Regions from separate parts of the Dromaius novaehollandiae genome. Here region 2 is linked to region 1. A link is a contact called in public Hi-C data. All regions are on one chromosome and are shown on one strand. Each heading gives the region's core, a stretch centred on a gene start, on an enhancer-like site or on the middle of the called end of the contact. The rest is flanking DNA. Distances are from core to core; before and after follow the strand shown. Region 1 holds the start of PRICKLE1 (prickle planar cell polarity protein 1). Region 2 has its middle 130 kb from the start of ADAMTS20.

What was found. Hi-C and Micro-C count contacts between places; a contact is called where the count stands out from the background.
Region 2: a contact with region 1 is called in a Hi-C map of brain, with 2.5 times the contacts expected there. The contact joins the enhancer-like site here to the promoter of PRICKLE1 in region 1. A contact is called at or near these places in 2 of 4 Hi-C or Micro-C datasets (brain and ovary).

What each region holds. Positions count from the first base shown.
Region 1 is chr1:29,472,140-29,476,706 of bDroNov1.hap1, forward strand. PRICKLE1 (prickle planar cell polarity protein 1) reads right to left here and starts at 2,482. Exons shown (of 8, transcript XM_064507942.1): 1 at 2,125-2,482. The coding sequence starts at 2,409.
Region 2 is chr1:29,681,359-29,685,925 of bDroNov1.hap1, forward strand. No RefSeq gene overlaps it. Among named protein-coding and RNA genes, the nearest start is that of ADAMTS20, 130 kb to the right of the region's middle. Within about 2 kb of position 2,288, at least 1 of the 2 cell types and tissues checked has open chromatin away from gene starts, as enhancers often do.

The sequences.
Region 1 (4,567 bases), core at 1,232-3,731:
AATTCCATTCAAATTATTCCATAAAATGTAGACAGCAATTAGCATAGAAAAGTTTCACAGGAAAACAATGACAAAGTAAAAGCCATCTGATTTTCATATGCTAATTAATTAAATATGCCAAATTCATTTAATCTCTTATTGTAACCATAGGGGGAGACAGACCAAACTCAAAGTTCTGAAAAGCCAGGTCATTAGCATGCCAAGTCATTCTTCAGATCTCCCGCTTACATACAGATTTACATTCCCAACTTATTATATATGTAAGTAAAACCTGGCTTCCCTCCCTCCAATTTCTCCTTCTTTGGAAGACACTTGCTATTTCTACTCAACTACTCTAAATGTCTTATTAAATGTTATAATGAACTAGTTTGCTGGGGGGGGGGGGGGGGGGGGAGAGGATAGAAGCTGTTTTTCCAAAAGCCTAAGTTACATGTTTTAGTGTCCCTAAAATGTAGAATAAACTAGTCGAGAATGAGATTAAAAACATTCTTGCACATGTGCATGAAAATCCATGCATAGTTTGTAGCCTTTTGCTTTAAGTTCAGATGACATTTTCTAGCCATTTCTTGCCTTTCTAAACAAGAAAAGGATTCTGATGTTTATGTAAGGTTCTTCTTGCTTAAAAAAAACTTAAATTGAAACAAGATTTTTTTAAAAAACAATTACCTTCTTCAGAGTTATCATACTACAGGATATTAGGAAAAAACAGACTCCTGTTGCTTTTACTCACATCTGACTCCAATCTTAATAGTTTAGCTATTAACCCTGTAAGGTCCCCCACATACACACCTTGTCCAGTTTATGTTAAAATTTTTATATGACCGATCTGGGCTTACTCATTACAGAACCTTTTGTTATACAGAAAGAGAGCGGTTTCATGGACCTTGGTTTACAGGACGCAATTAACCATTTTGTTGTCAAGAACTGAACCAGGTTCTGCTGTGAGAAATGAGAATCTGTCACTGCACAAGAGCAACTGCTTTCCTTCTTTCCTCTACCCTTCATTCCCTTTCCAGACCTGCTCTGACGACTATTGGCTCAGTGACATTTTGGGATGAAAATCTGGCCAGTACAATACATCTGCGCTGTAAAGACATAATACAAATAACAATATTTCCTCCACTAGTTAACCAGAAGTGAAGGGGGGAAAGAACGTTCTGCTAGAAAATCTCAACAGTCACTCTGAGCTCGCCATAGCAAAACAGGCAGTTTAACCCAAGGATCACATTTACCAGCTAAATAACAACAACAGCGAACTTTCCTAGCAGTAACGCTAGCCATTTATTTTTGACACCTTTTAGGCTTTAACATGCAGGGAATATGCATTGTTAACTTTTAAATCCTCTGTATAAACATTTCTCAGGCAGCTTGTAGAACATCCCCCACCGTGTTTCCTGGCTCTCCGGCTGACGCATTTAGGAGCGGCGGTGCTGGGGGGGCGCTTTATTTGGCTTTCCCCAGCCGCCCTCGGGGCGCACGGGCAGATCCCCCCCGTCCCAGGCCAGACCCGCGGCCCGGCCCGCAACGCGGGCGGGCTGGACTCGGCCCGCCACCAAGATAAATGGTGGCTGCTGAAGTCTGAAGCCCCCCGGTGGGGACAAATATTGTTCGAGAAGAGGCTGAATATTCATCGCCCTTCCAGGCCTCTCTGAATTGAGGAGAGAGAAAGGAGAAGAGATACTTGGGCTGTGTCAGTGCCGCGTTTCGGCCGCCCCTCCCCGGCTGTCACGGCACGGCACCCCGCAGCCGCGCTCACACGACGCAGCCTGGGAGCAACCCGCACCGCGAGGGATGGCGACGCCGGGCCACCCCCGCCCCGACACCGGGCGCAGCCGCCTCGCAGGGGCCCGAGCACTGACACCCCGCCGGGGGCGGCGGCGGCGCGGAGGCTCCGCGGACGGAACCAGCTGCCTCCGGGCGGCTGAGCCCGCGCACCGGGCGTCGCCAGACCCAGCGGCTCGGCGCCCCAGGTCCGGCCGCTCCCCGCCCGCGTCCCGGCGCCTTAACGCCCCGCGGGGCGCCCGCCCCGGCGCCGCCAGCGGTTGATCCCCGCGCGCGCGGGGCCAGCGCCGCCGCCAGCCTCGCAGATGCCCCCCAGGGGCGGAGAGCGGAGCCGCCACTTACCCTCCCCGCAGCAGGGTGAGCCGCGGCGACGTACTCCCAGCGCGGGGGCGGCGGTGACAGCCCGCGAGGCAGGTATCCCCGGCCCCGCGCCGCGCTCCCCGCAGGACTCAGCGCGGGCCGGCGACGCTCATCGCCGCGGAGGCGACCCGCCGCCCAGCCGCCGCCCGCCCGCCCGCCCAGCAGGCAGCCTCCGTCGCCCAGCGCGCCCGCCCGCGAGTGGCCGAGCCTTGCGCCCGCTCCCCTCCCTAATGGGAGTCCGGCGCTCCGAGCCCGGGACAGCGACATGCGGGTTCCGCGGCGCCCATTGGCTGCCGCCGGCCGCACTCGCCAATCGCCGGCGGGCTGGGGCTGCCGGCAGCTCGCAAAACCCGGCGGGGCGGAGCAGCTGGGGCAGGGGCGGGGCAGCTGGCGCAGGGGCGGGGCGTGGGCGGTGGGCGGTGGGCGCCGCGCGCCGCGGCGGTTGGGCGACGGTTGGGAGGGGCGGGCGGCGGCGCGAGGGGGCCCGGCGGGCGAGCGGGAGGGGCGCTGCCCGGCGTCTGAAGTTCACCGAGGCAGGGCAAAAGTCCCGCGAGCACCCGTCGCCCCTCGTTCTGAGGCTTTTTTAACGATGCAGAAAGGTTGGAGACCAGGAAGAGGAAGAGGGAACCTCCCTCTTTCAATTTCCCGTGATCAAACAGAGCTCTGAAGCCAATTACTCTGCTCCTTGCCTCCAGCTCCTGCTGAGGGAGCGGAGAGGGAGAGTTAATTAAAAACTTTTTCCACTGATCTGTGCAGAGATGGGCGACGGAGCCTGCTCTGGGTGTGGGCCCTGTTTGTGTTAATGGGACAGAGATACGCGTCTGGCTCGGCCTGGGGCGCTGCTCGGGGAGGAAGGAGGTGTGGGGGGCGGCCGCCCTCGCCCTCGTGGCTGCGGCGAGGTGGCAGCTGCCAGGCCTCAAAAAAGCTCCGGAAACCTTGCGGGGTGGGCACTGCCAAAGCACAGCACCCCGGCATTAACATAAAGAAAATACAAAAGCAATGTCGTATTCATTAAAGGGATACTTAAGTAACTGGGCGTGCATTTAAATCTCATCCCTGATATTGTTAGTGCTTCTGGTATCTGTTTAAACCATTGAAATTCACAGTGGCAGCTCTTCTCACCTCATGCAGTTTAAGCAATAAAGATCGAGCTGCTGGTTCATGAGTTAATGATACCGCAAAAGAATGGTCTCGCAATATTAAAATCCTATATGAAAAACATTTTAATTAAAGAAAAAGATGAATATCAATGAAAATGTTTTACTTAACATTATATAGGTGCAAACTGAAGGATAGGATAATGTTGACCAGACTGACCTCTAAATTATCACAAACTCTTCCCATCCGGTAAAACAAATGTGTTTGGAACCATGAAAGCTTAATATAAAGCTGAAATGTGGGTTATTATCTGGCAATGTCTATATTGATTCTCTAAACAAGAAATTATTTGAGATTAGGAAATGGCAAAATTCCCTTCATGTTTTCAACCGCATTGAGTTTCCTGTATTAGGAGAGTATTTTATCTAGAATTAGGTCTTGTCAAAATCATCTTTCTGTATCTGAAAAAGTGAAAATATAGCACTTCACAAGAAACAACTTTAGACTACAACCCTAGGCTACAACTTTATTACAGGCAAGAACGTTAAACCTACTTATGATCTTAAAAGTTTCAGCTGCTTTTCTAACCCTTTGTGTTCTGCTTTTCTGTTTCCTTGTCTGGATGTAGTATCATCATCATATTGCTCAAGTGTGAACACATCCTTTTAAGTCTTAACAAAGTCTGAAAATAAACACTTCCAAATTGCATCTGCATGGAAGTTTTCAGAGAGAAAGCAAAGACAATTGTACAGACAGGTGAGACCTCAGAAGAGGCAGTCTCCATTACTTACCATCAGAATGAATATTGTTGTGTCTCCTGTAACTTAAGAAAAATCATATGAAGGATGAAGAAATGAAGCAGAATTGTGAAAACATGGATAAATTGTAAAGCAAATAAGAAGAAAAGAATGGCAAAGATGGAAAAAGAGCTGCTTAGAGCTGTTCTGCACTATTTGCTGCTATTTTGCTGTTTGTCCTGTGTTCTTGCATGCCACCTATTCAAGCATTTCTGTAGCACTTATCACTAAGATCTAGATAGGTGTAGACTGTGTTTGCAGCATTACATGGTTTCCGTCATTTACTTCTTCCCACTTTAAGTTCCACAGATATAGGAAATAAGATTGCTTGGCTTTTAAATAACCTTGTCAAAGGTGTTTACAGTCATATATTAGCAGATCTGAATCTGGAATGAAAGAATTTATGGCCAATCCACTCTTTTAAGTTGTATATCTGTTTATCTGATACCCACTTACAAAAGCCTCTAATTAAGCTATAAACTCTTAGTTTCTACTTAACCATATGGGTAGCCTGGGAAGTCTGTGATAAT
Region 2 (4,567 bases), core at 1,038-3,537, 210 kb after region 1:
TGCTGTAAAATGCAAATCTCCTCAGCCTTTGCTCAGCTCCCAGACTTACTGTATCTTGATGCACTTAGTGCATAGTATCACCTCTCACAGTTTCAGCATCTTGTGGTCTTGAGTTTGATTTGTACACATACAGTTTGCTTTTCGTAGTTCACAAGTAAGCTATAGCTACAGCGATGTCTTCTTTTGGAACATGTGATATTTGGTTGTCTGGCCTTTGCCTAGAAAGATGTAGTGATTTCTCCCAGAAGGCTGAGGACTTTGAAACTTCTGAGTCAAAATGAATCATGATCAAAATGAATCAATGCTCCTAGTGCTCCCCATCCATAATGTATTGCCAACCAGTGTACCCAGTTAGGAGTGGTGTGCAGCCTCGATCTGCACATGGTAAGTGTTACCCTGTGTCACTTTAGACTTCACTGCAACCTCTTGTCTCCCTGTGAGTCTTTCCCAGTATAGCCACAATCACACGGTCCCGTGATATGTTGTCATGGCCGCAATGGATTGTTTTCCTTTGGAGTCTAATAATAAGTCAATTAGAGCAGGATTAGCCTCTGGGAAATAAAATCAGTTACTCGCTCCCTCCCAGGACGAGTTCCTTCAATGATCTGCCTGAACGTTTTGCTTTCCTTCCTTTGTTTTTCCTGCCATCCAGCGAATCCCCTGATTTCCAATTAGTTTGCCAGTAGGCATCTACGAAATGTTCCTCTTATTAACGAACTATATCAGCCCGAAGAGTGTTTTGCAGAGTCTTGTCAGGATGTAGCCAAGTTTCGTGTCTGGTAAAGCTGGAAAACAAACAAACAAATAAAGGAAGAAAAGCTCTGACTGGCTCTGTGTTGAGTTTTCACCCAAGGACATGATCGTTTTTCTCCCCAGTGAAGCTCTCATGTCGCTCTGCTGTCAGATTAGAAGAATCATGGTGGAGCCCTTTTTTCTAAACACCAGCGTGCCAGTGTTTAGACAAGGGGAATACACTTCTGGTCACGGTTTTCATTTCCTGGATTAAGACAGGCAGAAAAATGTGGTTTGTCAGTATAAATCATCTTTGGTGTTGTTCTGTGTTAAAAGGTGAGTAAACTTAAAATATCAGCCAGCCTGCTGTGTCTAGAATTCAAAGGATAAACACTGGCTCCTTCCCATCCCGCCTGACCCCTTGGCCCAACCCCAGGAAAACTCAACCTTCCTGCTGGCCAGGCTGGCCTCTAAGGCCATTGTCCCAGCAGAGCGTCCCTCATGCATTATGCACTGCCAGATCTGGACTTCCCAAGATCCTTCTTAGCCCCTCGGAAAGGACACTTAAGCCAGGGAGCAGGAGCTACAGGAAACGCATGGGAAGAGCTGCCGGCGGGGAGGCACTCCAGCTGTAGTCACAGCGGGACAAGGTTTCCCCTTACCCGTGCTGCTGTCCCAGGCCATGCAGGGGCCTCGTCACAGCATTTAGGGCTTGTGTACTGAGGTTATACACTAGATCCAGGACGCTGGCTTTGCTGAGCCTCGTCACTTCAGGGCCATGGCCTGCGATAAGAACATTGTCCATAAGCAAGAAGGGGAGGAAGAAGACAATGGCCAAAGCCACTGGCAAACGGGTTTGTGTGGAGCTGTAAGAAATCCCCTGGAACCAGCCCAGGGCTGTGTGTGAGTCCCTTTCAGGAGATTCCTCTGAGCCCTGGAAAATGTGTCTTGCGTTTCCAAGCAAATCACTGTGAAAGTAACACTTTAAAGAGCTGGCTGTAACACGGGCCGTGATCCAGGCAGAGAGCACAGCAGAAGAATTTTAGATTGAGAGACTCACAGCATATATTTTTGCACACAAGGCTGTTTAGAAAGGCTGTTGGTTCTCAAATCTGGAAATACAGCTTCTGCTTTTAGCTTTTCTACCTGCTGCCTGCCAGCCGCAAGGAGCATGCAGGTCACAGCTGAAAGCCCTCAGCAGCTTGCTGGTGCTGTGACTGAACTGCGCCTCCTGAATCGTCGTGGTCCGAACTGTAAAGCGTGTCCTATATTCAAAAGTTAATAAAGCAAATATCAGTTGACAGGCAATGAGAGGTTCATGTCACATCAGCCAGCAAGACAGGCAAATGCAGACACGTGCACGCAGAAAACGCCGCTCAGTCGACGACAACTGTGGTTTTGTGCGTGGCAGTCAGTGGCGCTCGCACCCCGCGAGGCTCGCGCCTGCCAAGGGGCTCCTGGCACTGCGAGCTTGACTCGCCGTGCGCTAGACGGTCTGCTGGGCTCTTCTCGGCATCCTCCTCCTGGCACCAGCACTGTGATTAACAGCTCGGCCAGGCCGAGCCGAGGGGCCTCTTGATAAATTCAGTGCTTTAGAACAAAGCCATCATTCTCTTGAGCAGTTTAATGTGTCATAATGAACTGAAATAAGGCAGAATGTAAAGGCAGGGAGATACAGGCTCTCTGCTGGAAAGCAAAGTCATTAAAAATAATGAGCAGTCTTTCACTTCCTTCTTTTTATTAACTTTCTGCAGAGGACAACCTGGCACTTTATTTTTAACACAGTCTCCACTTTACTAATATCCATTAGACAGATGGCTAAAATTTTTCCATAACATGCTCCACAATATTTAGAAAAACAGAGTAAGAAAAGCCTTTAAGCCCCCCCCCCCCCCCAGTTCTTCTTCTTTGTGCTTCTTAGTCGATTTTTTTCTGTAATCATTCCTCTGAATTTAATTCAGAACGCACTCCGTGGTGCTCATGTAAAAAGAAGTGCACAAAGGTGTCATATCCAGGAGAGTCTGGAACATCCGTGTATCAATTATAATTAACCATTAAGGTAAATTTGCATGAATGAAGTTTTGCAGGCTCTTCCTTGGCAGGGCCCCCATGGAGGCTTGTGTCAGGCGGGTGCCAGGACCGGCCGAGCACTGCGCAGCTCGGGCTGTTGGTAAAGTGGCTGCCCGGGCCTGTGTCCCCCACCCTTAGAAACGCCCATGTAACAGAATCCAGGCTTATTAATTGCTCCATTTCTCTTCCCCCTATAATCAGAGAAACGTCCAGCCTCTGCTGTGGACTCAACAGCCGCTGCTGCCCCCATTCCCCGGGCCAATGCTCCAGCCAGGCTTCTCCGTCCCCACCATCATTTAGGCATTTAGTGTAGCGATTGCCATTTATAGACACCAAAGTGCTAAATACGGTAAAGATTAAGCCTGGTTACAAGCAGCATTAAAATGTGCCATTAATATAATCAGACATGTGGCTCAAATTATTGCCGCAGATCTTAAGAGCTGTAGAGGAGGATTTAGGCTTCTAATTTATGCTCATAACTTGTCTTCGCTGCAGCTCTAAGCTGTAAGTTTTGTTTATTGCCGCGATCCTACCACCCGTGATAGGGCCTCCTGGGCTCCTAAAGCCCAGACCAGCTCGGCAGCCTCCCTTGGGCGAGAAAAATCCCTGCCGTTCCCTTGAGCCCGGCTGTCACATTCTCCGGCATTACCCCAGCATCCAGACATGGTGCGTACGTGCTGGGACTGCAAAAGCTTGCAACCAGGCCACGACAGAAAACTTGAGAAGGGTGTGAGATAAACTGAATGTAACATCAGAATAAATAAGCAACACGTGTCCATGCGATCTGGCAAGGGGGTAGGCAGGGAGCTGGCTGGAGACGCACAGCAGCATCGCACAGCCCTGAGCTACCTGCTCATTAATGTCTGAAGCTCGAGATGAGCCTGGGAGCCTGGGCACAATTTGCAAACAAAGCCGCGAACAGCACCTCGGCACTCCCGAGCATGCGACGTGCACAGCCTTAACGGCAGGCTGGCGGGGGTCTCACCCACCATTGTGTTCAGATAAGTGATCAAAATGATATGCCTGCCCTGAGATTTCTGCCCGAAAGCAAAAACTGAGTGGCTGATGACCACGCTTACGCAGAGGACTCCACCTTCTTTTTCCTCCCTGTGACTTGTCAGCTCCGGTGTACCGTACCGGCCCCGGGTCGTATTGCAAACTGATTAGCTCAGCGGGAGTAACTGGCTGTCCCTAGCCTCTCTCTTCGGACACATCTGTGAGCAGACTGTGGTCGCCGCTTGAGCAAGGACATGGTCCGTTCTCAGCAGAAGGAGCACACCGTGAAGTCAGCGGAGGGAATCATGCACGTTCTTCCAACGTGCCTGTCCTGGCTGATGTCTGCCTCCAGCGGAGCTACGTGCCCACAGCTGGGTCTGCTCAGGTCTCACGGTCAGTGGCAGTTTTGAGCTACATCCCTGCCTTTGCCCAGCTCGAGCCCGACCTCGGCCCCTTGGACACTGCTGCCAACACTGCGGAGAGACAACACCAGGCTGGGGACAAGCACTGCCTTGGAGTAAAGGGGCGAATGGGGGCAGCCTGAACTGTGGTGCTGCTGAGACAAATGTCCCTCTAATGATGGCCACCCTGTGGATAGAGATGTGTCTTTTAAGTATCTGCAGTCCTTTTGATCTGGTGGTTCCCACCACTGCTGGAGACTTGTAGCCCTGGGAGAGCCCAAGGGAGGGAGCTTTCGCAGCTCACAGCCCAGGCTCTTAACAAGCCCAAAGCAAGCGCTGGGCAATGACGGCTCTCAAGTCATTGCTTT